Regions from separate parts of the Mus musculus genome. Here regions 2, 3 and 4 are each linked to region 1. A link is a contact called in public Hi-C data. All regions are on one chromosome and are shown on one strand. Each heading gives the region's core, a stretch centred on a gene start, on an enhancer-like site or on the middle of the called end of the contact. The rest is flanking DNA. Distances are from core to core; before and after follow the strand shown.

Region 1 (3,002 bases), core at 416-2,915:
AGCTCCCCTATGCTTCTAACAGACTGGCCTCAGGATGGGTTATGGGCCCTATAAACTCCAGGTGATGAAGCAGGGTTAAGAGTTAAGGGGCTGGGGAGATGACTCCGGGGGTAAGGAAAAGGTAAAAAGCAAAAGGTCTGGGTTCAAGACCCAGCATCCACGTGAAAGCTTTGCTTTACAGAGCATGAGTGTGGAGTGGTGCAGGCAAGGGGTGAGGGGAGCGAATCCTGAGGGCTTCCTACCAGGCAGCCTAGCCAAAACAACAAGCCTCGGGCTCTCACCAAAAGCTACACAGGAAGACATCTGACATCCACCACTGACCTCCACAAGAGGGCAAGTTACCCACTCAAAAACAACCATGTACACATGTGCATGTGTGTGTGTGTGTGCTTGTGTGTGTTAAAGGCTAGAAAATTCAGTTCCTTCACTGAGATGAGAAAACTGAGGCCAGAAAACTGAAATGACTTATTCAGTGTCCCCTGGTCAAAAGGAAAATGGCTATTAGCTAACAAGAAGGAAAGCAGTTGAAAGGATGGTTGGCTTTGAGTGGGCATGATTAACCCCAAATCTGCCAGCAGTCAAGACCTGCCACCTCTCTATGACTTGCTACCATCTGCAGAGCACAAAAGACCTGAAAGAAATGCACAAAATTCCCCATGTCAGCAGATGTCAGAGATGCGGATTGGGCTACTAACATCCCAGAGAACCAGCCTAAAAGCCTAGTGTTCTTCCTAGACACAGTCTAATCAGTAGACACTAAATAAAAGTAACACAGCTATGTGGGCACAAAAGTACATCTTAAGTCAAAATAAGTGTGTTAAAGCTGGCCAGTGGTGGCACACACCTTTAGTCCCAGCACTCTGGAGGCAGAAGCAAATGGATCTCTGTGAGTTCAAGGCCAGCCTGGTTTACAGAGCAAGCTCCAGGCATCCAAGACCACACAGTGAAATCCTGTCTCAAAAAACAAACAAACAAACAAACAAAAAGAGTGTTAAGTATGATATTTGCTTATGCTCTCCTGATAAAAATTGTGTAAGTATGTTACAACATCTCTGGCCTTGTGAGTTTCTGTTCCCAAGTAACAGAGGAGATATCAGCCTAGCAATGGTGGCCCGCAAGGGCCAACAAAGAGTGGTTAAGCACTCCCACTGTCACCACTCTCAAACACCTGGTCATGTCTGATTAATGAGATGAAGTCCAGATGCTTAAAAATGTCTGCTAAATCAAAGGGGGGGGGATGGAAAGAAACAAAGAGCGCAGGGAGTAGCCCAGAAGCCTGTCTCTAATATGGTGGACTTCGTTATCTGTGATGTCTTTCAACCACAGATAACAGAGTCAACCACATGGAATCCAAGATGCGTGCCAGGTGAAAAAACACCATAAAGACATAATAAAAAGTTGCACTGGTGCCTATAAATTGCTGGGGGACTGTTAGGAGGGCAGAGCCATAAATTCTTGATGTTTCCCAAATTAGAGGGTACGGACAAATATGCAAATCTATCTGTGTGGGTAATTGAGGGCTAAAAGTCTGCTGTTGAGCACAGCTACCTCCCTCAAAGGCTTCTAGGAAGTCTGCACCAGGCACACACAACACACTCTGTAGGAATTCAATTTGGAAGCCATCATCTAAAGCACAGAGGAGAACAGGAAAGTCGTATTGCTATAATGCTTAGATTATCAATCATCTTGACAGTTTATTGGCTTTATCACCACACATACCATTAAAATGATGTCTGGCCCAGACTGTCAAAAGCAAACATTAAACAGACCAGGATTAAAAAGCAGATCGCAAACAGCACTCCAGTCAAGTTTCCCCTCTGCTCTGAAATTAGTTAGAGCAACTGACGAAGAAACTGGCCCTGGACTTTGAAGAAATACACAGCCCAAAAGGCTCCGAGTCAACTCAGACCTGACAGGCTGATAGGTCATGTCTTGTTATGGTAAATCTCAGTCCTTCTCGGCTGATTTATCACACACTCTGTGGAATAGAATTATTGCTATTGGTGAAACGGAGAAGGAAGGGAGAGGAAAGGAAATACGAGAGAGAGAGAGAGAGAGAGAGAGAGAGAGAGAGAGAGAGGCAAATACCATAATTTTCCTCATCTTGCAATCCAGGGCTTGCATCAAAAGGGCCAAGCTAGCTCCCTGAAGTGGGGTAGGAATGCTAATAAATTCACACTACTATGCAAACAGATTAACATTACCCCCACACAGGTTATTAAAATAATTTTACAGATTCGGAAGAACCGACTAGGCAGCCGAAGACACATTCATAATTCAAGAGCTGGAGACAGGGAAAGAGTTACGAACCTTATACGTTTTTGAAAATGCCTCTGCATGTGTCACTTTGGCAAGGAAATCTCAACACAATTAAAACTATACTAGCACATCAATAGGGCTCAATTGAGAGCTGTGTACCTGCCTTTTACTAGGCTGCTGCTTTATGGATGCCTCGGGAAGAAAGGCGAAATGGGAACTTCACTGCTAATTAAAGGGAACCTTCAGGGCCTGAGGAGAAATGGTGGCATTTCTCAAATACATATAAAAGGAGGGCGTTTTCAAAACTCTCTGCCAAGGGTTTGGCTTTTCCACAGTCCCTAGAACTGCTCTCTGTGTGTTTGGAAGTTGCAGAGCTATTCTGTTTGTGATTAATAGCTTGCTTTCCAGTACAAATAAGTCATTAAGAACGGTGGGGTGGGGCGCAGAGAAGCAATGGCTAGAAGCTGGCCCAGAAACATCCCAGCCAGTAGGAAACGCATTCCACATTTCTCAACCTTTCACCCCCTTGATTATTTACCCAAGTGGGGTCCCCTCTGGGTGACTTCAGCATGACCCCTTAAGTGAAAAACCTCACTGGGTTTTTCACAGAGGCCTCTTCTCTTGCTCCCTTCCTGTAGGCCTCATTGGCACCTCAGGGGCTCAGTGAACACATTATTTAGAAAAACCTCTGCGGTTGACAGGACAAATACTGCATGATCACAGATGGCTTGCAGTCACCCCAT
Region 2 (3,049 bases), core at 342-2,841, 820 kb before region 1:
GACTGAAAACCCAAGGCATTCCCCATTGCCAGTCCATATCACAATCAATGTTGATTGAATGTCTGAATGTAATTTGAATGAGAGGCATTTCAAAGCACAAAGGTTCTGTTCCCAATAAATTCAGTCTATATAATCAAATGCATTCTTGCTGGCCCAATCAGCAGAGGCCTGGCAGGGACAGAAAGAAAGAAAGAAAGAAAGAAAGAAAGAAAGAGAGAGAGAGAGAGAGAGAGAGAGAGAGAGAGAGAGAGAGAGGAAGAAGAAGAAGAAGGAGGGGGGAGGGAGGGAGGGAGGGAGGGAGGGAGGGAGGGAGGGAGGGAGGGAGGGAGGGAGAAAAGTAGAGAAGAGAAAAGAAAAAAGAAAACCTAAGCTTAAATCTTACAATTGCCCCTTTGAGGGTCGTTGACTCTGCAAGTTTTACAGTGGGATCCCCAAAATGAATGCTGCCTCTATGCAAAGCAACAGGGGGTCATGTTATAATTAGAATGCAATCAGTGGGATTGGTTATGGCTTGGTTCTCTTTCTGAAATGACAATCTATGCCACATCTGCCATTACATTAATATTTTCTGCCTTTTGAGAACAGGGGGAGGGTGGGTAGGGGAGGTGGAGGAAGGCATCTCTCTACTGGGCTGCTGATAGAGTTGTCTTAACTAGAAGTCTGCGTGAGCTAATCAAGGCCTGAGCAGTTCACCTTTAAAATACCCAAACCATCTGGCAGGCTGTCCCACGATAAATCTCTATGATAAATGCCTCCGTTTTGATGTTACAAAGGAACCACAGACCTGCTCAGTTTTGGCACAGCTGAGAACATACTGGCAACAGCAGAATAGAATTCAGATGTCCTCAAATAGAGAAGTAAATCATTTTGACCTGCGGGGCATAATATATTTAGAGAAAGCCTGATTGTAATAAAAAGGTTGGTCTTGTCACAGTTTCTGCTGCAGGAATGGTGATCTATTTTTTTGTTTTGTTTTGTTTTGTTTTGCTTTTCTGGTATATACTTTTCAGTTTAATGAAAACTCCAGTGAGTATCCTATAAAAGCTTTCCATCTCTACCCCTGCTTTTTGTGTGAGAGTCTTCAGACATCTCTTTCTGTCCCCTTGTGAATTGCTACAGTGGCCGCTTGCTGGTTCTCAGGCATCCTGCAGAGGAATAGCTGGAGTGGAGCATGCCTTCAGAATGATTAATCCACTTGCCTTTCACGGGTCTGTTTTGCTGGGCCCAGAGCCACTGCCAAGAAAGGACACACTGTGACCACCAGCACCAGGGAGAGAAGGCATAGCCTCTCAACTCAAGGTTAGCCTGGACCTGGTGCCGAGGGGGACTCATAAAATAAATTATGCTGTGTGGTTTTGGAAGGTAGACTTTTATGTCTCGCCAAGCTTCAGAAACAAATTATAGAGTGGTCAGTTGTCCTTATTTATTTCATGTTTTCCCCCCATAACATTAAGAAACTAATTAAACATGGATGCCAAATGGTAAGCAGTCTTTGTCCCACTTCCTTGCTTAGACACACAGTGCCTCACCCTTGGCTGTGGAGAAGGATCTCAGCCAAGCAAGGTTTAGCTAATGACAAGGCTTCAGCCGTTCTAGGGCTCCTGGGAATGCCTGGGACCTTGTGACAAGGCTTGGTGTCTTTTCCCACTCTGGCCTAGTTGGTTACAACAGCTTGACCAATTCTCTCCACAGCTGCTGGGGTCACTTTCTGGTGACTAATGGGAAAGACAGATTTCCCATCTGTCCCCTGAAAAATGGTTTAATAAAATGAGTCTGCTCACACACCCAAAGGAAGCCAGAAACAGGCATGAGAGGTGACATGTGTCCGATGAGGGGGTTTTCAATCTCACCCTGTTAGTCTCCAGACAAAGTTGGCAACAAAGAAGAGTAGCTGTTTCCCTGGGTAGAACTGAGTTGGGAAAGGAACACAGGCTGTTTTGAAGCTCACCGGAGCCTGCAGCGACGAGAGTCTGCAATTGCTCAGAGTCTCATTGAAAAAAAAGTACAAATAAATTTGAGGTCACCCTGTTCAATAAAACTTTAAAAAAATATATTTACTGACAGTCCACTTGGAAGGAAAAAGACACAAAAATTTATTGGCTGTTGGCAACTAGAGTGGAGACATGTTTCCCATACCTTTTTGTCTGCCTTGGGCAAAACAACACTTATCTAGTTGTTTGACTGTCCTACAAGGCAGTGCTCATGGTGCAGAGAGGAGACACCCACTGAATCTGTGGCTTCTTCAGCTCTTTAATCATTTCTTTGGCTTTTTCCCCGAATCCCTTCCAGGCTCTGGAGATTATGGTAGTTGACGATTCTTTGGGTTCAGTGGGGACAAAGAGAAATGTGCCAGGTAAGAGCATGTGCACCTATAGTTACAATGACATGGAATAATGGCACCCATTCACTCTCCCTTCTTCCCTGGCTCTTTACTCCCCTCAACTATGTGACTTGTCACTTCTGATGCTCACAGACCCTCTGGCCAGGTCACTTTTCAAATCTCTTCCTGCAATTAACAATGTGGCTACCAAGAGGCCCTGCAGGAAAATAAGAGACATTCCTCCTGCTCCCCGACTTCACCATGCTTTGCTTGTGGGTTTTGGCTCGACTCATTGGGGATGTTTCTCTTTTCTCATCTGCTCTTTAAAGCAAGAAGACACCTTGAGCCTAAACGTCCCAGAGAAGCAGGAAGATTAAGTGTGCAGTACTCACAGGTTGTGTACTTAACATTGATATTATTACTTTTTCTTTTTCTTTATTAGATATTTTCTTCATTTGCATTTCAAATGCTATCCCGAAAGTCCCCTATACCCTCTCCCCACCCTGTTCCCCAACCCACCCACTCCTGCTTCCTAGTCTGGCATTCCCCTGTACTGGGGCATATAATCTTTGAAAGACCTTTCGAAGGGCCTTTCATCCCATTGATGGCCTACTAGGCCATCCTTTGCTACATATGCAACTAGAGACACAAGTCTGGGGGGTACTTGTTAGTTCATATTGTTGTTTCTCCTATAGGGTTACAGGCCCCTTCAGCTTCTTGGGTACTTTC
Region 3 (2,848 bases), core at 100-2,599, 670 kb before region 1:
TGTGAAGTACATAGATACTCTAATATATTTAATTTACCAGCATTTATTGTGAACTTGCAGTGTGGTGACCTCTGTAAGTCATTGCGCCCACAGAGTCAATGTCACCAGCTTAAATAACCAAAGCCTTGATCAACAGCTGCACACATAAAAAGTGTCTAGGTGATGGTTTGGTTTTTTTTCCCTCAAATTTGTTTTTATCCTGCTGAGCTGTTGGAACATCCAGGAGTCAGAGTATCTTACTATAGGAAGCTAAACAAGGATGGCTCAGGAAGAGATCCCTTGTTAGAAAAACCAGACACAACTGGATTGCAAGGGAAATATATGATTGACCCTAAAAGCAAGAGGGGTTTAAATGAGCCAGGACTCACTCTCAACAGCATTTTGGCTGATCTTATCTAAAAGGCTGCACTGTCACCTAGTAAAGGTAATGAAATGGTCCAACCCAGGCAAATGGTCCAACCCAGGCAAACATCTTTAAAGGAGGAACATTCTGCACTGCCTCTCACACCTTTCTGTAACTGGATCTTTGTCTCTAATTATTCATAATTATCCATCTCCTCATGAATGTGACAGACAACTTTCTCTTGGCTGATGGCTTCCTTCTTAGCACTTGTCCATAAAGAAAGCTGTAAATGAATGAAGCTTTGGCTCAGTGCCACCACCCTACTAAGCCAGGTTTTGGGGACACGGGCTCCAGGGGTGCTCTGCACTACTGTTAAACCATCACAGATACTTGTTGGTCACCAGGGAAAAAAAATGATTCCACGTTGGCATTCTCACTTGAAGTCGTATTGTTAAGTCAGGACTTCGCCTGAGCCTACAGCTAGAGCCTCATTTTCTGGGGTCAATATGTTTACAGCTATACACATGTTAGGGAGGATCCAACTATGCCCGGGGAGTTCTGATAATTGGTGCCTGGGTCGGCCAAGAAAACTCAGTGGGGGAAAAAAAATCAGAAAAGAAAGAACAATTTGCTCATAAAATTAGGGAGGAATAGATCAGCGGTTTTTGTAAAGCCATAAAGCAGCTCAAGGAAGTCTTGAGAAAAACAAACTCCCTAAATCACTCTCTCCCTCACTCTCCTGCTGCTCCAGACAGCAAACAGGATATGCTTCCTTGGAACTGTCTATAAATTTAGGGTGAGAAAAACAAATCAGATCTTGTGGACAGAGCACTAGGCTGCAAGGAACATGGTTAGATTTCCCGTCTACTTGGAGGAAGACACCCAACAGCATTTTCTCATCAAATATTGGTGATAAGAAAGGCATTTAGTGCTCCAGGGGATGGGGTTGCTGTGGGTGGGTGGTATGACATTAAAAAGTTATAGCCAGTGTCCTATAAAACATCGCAGGCCCATCCACACATGCTCGCTCTGTTCTCAAGCCAAGGATAATAGTATTGCAGTGCAGCACCATCAGCATTAGCTGGAGCAGAGATGTCCTTTTGCCAGAGAACTTTAGAAACACAGTTCTTAATCAGTGGAGATGCCATGAACTTCTTTAGGGTGCATAGAAAAAAGCTAAAGCTAGCCTATCATTTCTGAAAATCCAGCTCTCTTGAGGTCGATCTGACCTTACCTTCTTGCCCCAGGTTCTTCCTCCAGTGTCAAGCTACTTCTTGCCAATCTGAACCTAAGAAACTGGGTTACAAAGTACAAAATCAGAAATTAATTGCTGCCCAAACTTGAAGGGACATCTTTTAGGGCATAAAGAGAACATTTGAGTACTCTAAAAAGGGGACTTGATCTTGAGAAAGAAGCCTGGGGTGGGGCAAAGTGTTACCTAGCTATGGCGGAGAACTCAAACTGATTTTGTAGATCAAGGCATCTCAGCCTCCATTTTTAATACTTTGCACTTCATAATTCCTTCCTTCTGAGAACTCTTCTGAGAGCCTTCTGAGAGATCACAGATCCTTAGCTAAAGCCTTGTGTATGAGGTAAGCACACATCTGCTCCAAAAGAATGCACTTTTCAATGTCTTCAAGGGACTGGGAAGAGAGTTCAGCAAGTACCATGCCTGGCACTGAGGCATGTAGACCTGAGCTACAGCATAGCATGCACATTAAAGCTGAGCATGCTGGCACATCTGTTATTTTTGTCATGTGACCCAAAATAGGGGATCCCTGAAAATGTTTGTTCCACTATCAGTGGAATGAGTGAGTAGCAGGTTCAGTGAAAGACTCTGTCTTGGGGGGAAAAAAAAAAAGGTGGATGTCAAAGAAGATGACAATGCAGACCTCTGGCCTGCACATATGCATTCACGCATGCACCTGACTGCACATGCATACACAGGAACACACAAATATCTATAACACAGACATCTTCAGAGATCATTAAATAGACATCAAGGATGTCAAAGGATTTCCCTAGTGGAGAACCATTGCCCTAAACTACTGGGCAAATCCATTCCAGAAACTCTCTGGGCCTGGTTTAAAACAAAACAAAACAAAACAAAACAAAACAAAACAAAACAAAACAAAATGGTTTCCTAAGGATCTGTCCTCATGTGTTCTTTGCCATGATCCGAGAAAACCTGATTCTTCTGCATGTAATAGCAACCTTGTGCTTGGGCTTCTTAGTAAAGGCCAATGTTGGTTCACTGTAAGGTGAACGTTAGATCTGAAAAGTAACTTCTACCATTATACTCAATGAGCTAAGGAAAGAGACAGCATCAAAAGAGTCGAGAGTCATGGTTCACCATGAAGGACAGACCTGTGGAGAGGCTTCTGAGGAGAGACATGGCCACAGAAGAGGCATAGCCACTGTTCTTGGATGCAGGGAGACATGGTAAAGAATCTCTGCTTCTTTCTCCCTTCTTACAAGTAACTTCTCATTCCCATTCTGTGAACT
Region 4 (2,926 bases), core at 160-2,659, 960 kb before region 1:
GTACATGGAGTATGCTAAACTGGCTGGCTACCAAGCCCCCAGGCTCCTCCTGCCCAGCCCCATCTTTGAAAATACAGATGTACACATCTAGGGCACTGGGAATCAAACTCAGGCCCTCATGCTTGCACAATCTGCCTCTACGCTCCCTAAACTTTGTTCTTAAATAAGGATTAAAATAGTGTATAGAAACTTCTAGGGGTAGTGTAGATCTGCCCTGCTTTGGATAGTCAGAGGCAAACTTGAAGGTTATCCGGGTCCCAGGAGCTCTCTGAGTTGGAAGAGGGACAAGATGACAGCATTTGGGACCTGGCTCTTTCTCTTGCTGTGTTGCCATAGACAGCTTTATTGTGGGTTACTCTTGCTACTTGACTTGGCTTTCCTGCCCCTCCACGTCCCTAGGCCCCCGTTTCTGGTTTTTGGTATTGGTCTAGTGCCTGGAAATATTGAGCTTGTGTGAAACCTTACTCAGACCTTCCTTGTGACCCATTCTCTCAGCTATTAGCACAAAGCTGCTCCCTTTACTGTATTTTATAGTGCCTAGAGTTGTGCTAACAGCCTCATCAATGCCAGAACCCTGGTGGTCTAAGGGCTGGGCTGGTCACATTCTACCTCCCTTACTGGCTTGGCTGCATATGTCTCAGATGCATGGGAAACCCCACAAAAGACTGTCTTGAACCTGGCTGATTTGAGCAAACCCTCAAAAGATCTGGAGGGACCGTACAAAGGATGTTAATTTTTTTTCTATAGTACCAAGACAGCATGCATTTTTAAAAAGACAGGGATAGGGTTTGTCAGATATCATAAAGAACAGTCAGTCCTTCTCCCAAGCAAACTCTTGACAGGCAGTCATGTGTACACACACCATTGTCTGCCGTGGTTGCACTTCTTTCCATAAACTTGTCCACACATCTGGGCACTCTCTGTCTTTTCTTTCTATCCCTTTCCATGCTGAATTTCCATTCTAGATGCAAACAGATGGAAAGCAGTGTTCCTGGAACATGGGCCCGGGCTGCACTCTGAGCCATGCTCACACATCTCTGGTTGGCACTGATAAAAGTCCTTTTTAAGGCCTGCCCTATTTCTTTGGGCCTGGAAGCAAGTCTGTTTATAGACATCCTGGCGAGAAAGGGCTGTTTGATGAATGCAGGAGACCGCGGCTAGGTGTCAGCGCTTGGAAAATGAGGCAAGGACGTGAGTTATTAATATTGTCAATGATCTCTTGATGGGAAAACAGATACTGCACTCACTGTCAGATTTAAATAGACATTGAGTGCATTAATGACAAAAGGGCAGACTTCAAACAAAGGGGCTGTGTGCTGGGAAGCTGACTTGGTCTCTGGGCTGGCACTAACCTGATCTGAAAAGACACTGTCAGGACTGGAGACAGGCCCAGGATTGTGCATGGTGACAGAAAACAGAGATGCTGACAGAGATACCAGCGCCATATTATGCCAAGGACACTCGAGCACTGTCTGGGACTCTAACGCAGGCTGACATCACTTCCTAACATGCAAGTTTTTTTCTTCTGTTCCTGAAGTACCAGCATGTTTCTTCTATACATCATTCCAAAACTTGCCATGCCCGTGAAGCTCCTGGCAGCCTTGGTCTGTAGGAGCTGTGCGATCAGGGCCTACAGATAACCTAAATCAATCTCACCCTGGGTTGCCCAAGGGATGACACTTCTCCTTTGATAGCTGGGTGACTTAAGGTGATCAGAGGGCTAATGTGTCATTAAACTCTTTTTTTCCCTTTTTTTACAATTGAATATTTTCTTTATTTACATTTCAAATGGTATCCCCTTTCCTGGTCCCCACCCCCTCAGAAACCACCTATCCTATCCCACCCACCCACCCACTCCTACCTGCCTGTCCTTGCATTCCCCTACACTCAGGCATTGAACCTTCACAGGACCAAGGGTCTCTCTTCCCATTGATGGTTGACAAGGTCATCCTCAGCTACATATGCAACTGGAGCTATGGGTTCCTCCATGTATACTCTTTGGTTGGTGGTTTAGATCCTGGGAGCTCTGGGGTGTCTGGTTGGTTGATATTGTTCTTTCTGTGGGGTTGCAAATCCCTTCAGCTCCTTCAGTTCTTTCTCTAACTCCTCCATTGGGGACCCCATGCTCAGTCCAATGGTTGGCTGTGAGCATCTACCTCTGTACTTGTCAGGATCTGGCAGAGCCTCTCAGGAGACAGCTCTATCAGGCTCCTTTCAGAAAGCACTTCTTGGCATCCACAATAGTGACTAGGTTTGGTGACTGTATATGGAATGGATCCCCAGATGGGCAGTCTCTGGATGGCCTTTTCTTCAGTCTCTACTCCACACTTCGTCTCCATATTAGGGGTGGCCTGGCAACCCCAAATAAAACCTAGCTGGCTCTTGCTAGTCTGTGGATGAGGGTGCTCAGGCTAGAGACATCCAGATGATTAAATTAAGCTAGCCTTGCCCCTCACACATTCTTTGTGGGAGCCCACAGTAGGGAGGTTACGACTCAAAATATTTGACTTTTGTAGCTTAAAAACACAAAACAAACAAACAAAAAAACCAAGACATTAAGAAGGGTACATACCCATGTGTGGCCAGAGGACTTTTATTTATTAAGGAAGTCATTTATGAAGTCAGTTTTGATCGTATGAGTAGCTCCTGTCCCCATTTCTGTCTTCCTCAACTAGAATAACTGCCCGAATGTCCGAGGCTGTGAAACGCTGCAGTAGCAGCCATTTGTTTGCACTTTGATTTTCCCAGGGAGGTTCTCTGAGGCTGGAATTTGGGATGTGGTGGTGAGTCAGTAGGCCATAGCCTCTGACACATCTGCAACAGATTCTGTTTGTATCTCCTCAGACTCTATGGTTGCAGAAACGGAGGGAGGCAACATATTTAGTGGCATGCAGAGTGTTTTTAATTAAAACACAAGGCTTTGGCC

Evidence for each region. A called contact is a pair of places that touch in the nucleus more often than the background predicts.
Region 2: a Hi-C map of uterus shows a contact between it and region 1, with 6 times the contacts expected there. The contact joins two enhancer-like sites. A contact is called at or near these places in 2 of 484 Hi-C or Micro-C datasets (both in uterus) and 1 of 115 datasets of contacts at active chromatin or transcription factors (embryonic forebrain).
Region 3: a contact with region 1 is called in a Hi-C map of uterus, with 8 times the contacts expected there. The contact joins two enhancer-like sites. A contact is called at or near these places in 1 of 39 promoter capture datasets (the HPC-7 cell line) and 3 of 484 Hi-C or Micro-C datasets (all in uterus).
Region 4: a contact with region 1 is called in a Hi-C map of the N1E-115 cell line, with 22 times the contacts expected there. The contact joins two enhancer-like sites. A contact is called at or near these places in 3 of 484 Hi-C or Micro-C datasets (the N1E-115 cell line, nephron progenitors and uterus).

Annotation. Positions count from the first base shown.
Region 1 is chr14:22,089,749-22,092,750 of GRCm38.p6, reverse strand. All of the region lies in intron 2 of Lrmda (leucine rich melanocyte differentiation associated), which reads right to left. Among named protein-coding and RNA genes, the nearest start is that of Gm41107, 60 kb to the right of the region's middle. Within about 2 kb of position 1,665, at least 35 of the 459 cell types and tissues checked have an H3K27ac peak or open chromatin away from gene starts, as enhancers often do. A contact at or near this core is called in the N1E-115 cell line and uterus, where this site is marked.
Region 2 is chr14:22,905,098-22,908,146 of GRCm38.p6, reverse strand. All of the region lies in intron 6 of Lrmda (leucine rich melanocyte differentiation associated), which reads right to left. Among named protein-coding and RNA genes, the nearest start is that of Gm30783, 26 kb to the left of the region's middle. Within about 2 kb of position 1,591, at least 77 of the 459 cell types and tissues checked have an H3K27ac peak or open chromatin away from gene starts, as enhancers often do. A contact at or near this core is called in uterus, where this site is marked.
Region 3 is chr14:22,756,067-22,758,914 of GRCm38.p6, reverse strand. The region is part of intron 5 of Lrmda (leucine rich melanocyte differentiation associated); the gene reads right to left. The region is part of intron 1 of Gm30926 (a long non-coding RNA gene); the gene reads left to right. Among named protein-coding and RNA genes, the nearest start is that of Gm30926, 44 kb to the left of the region's middle. Within about 2 kb of position 1,349, at least 4 of the 459 cell types and tissues checked have an H3K27ac peak or open chromatin away from gene starts, as enhancers often do. A contact at or near this core is called in uterus, where this site is marked.
Region 4 is chr14:23,051,509-23,054,434 of GRCm38.p6, reverse strand. The region is part of intron 6 of Lrmda (leucine rich melanocyte differentiation associated); the gene reads right to left. All of the region lies in intron 2 of Gm10248 (predicted gene 10248), which reads left to right. Among named protein-coding and RNA genes, the nearest start is that of Gm10248, 42 kb to the left of the region's middle. Within about 2 kb of position 1,409, at least 30 of the 459 cell types and tissues checked have an H3K27ac peak or open chromatin away from gene starts, as enhancers often do. A contact at or near this core is called in the N1E-115 cell line, where this site is marked.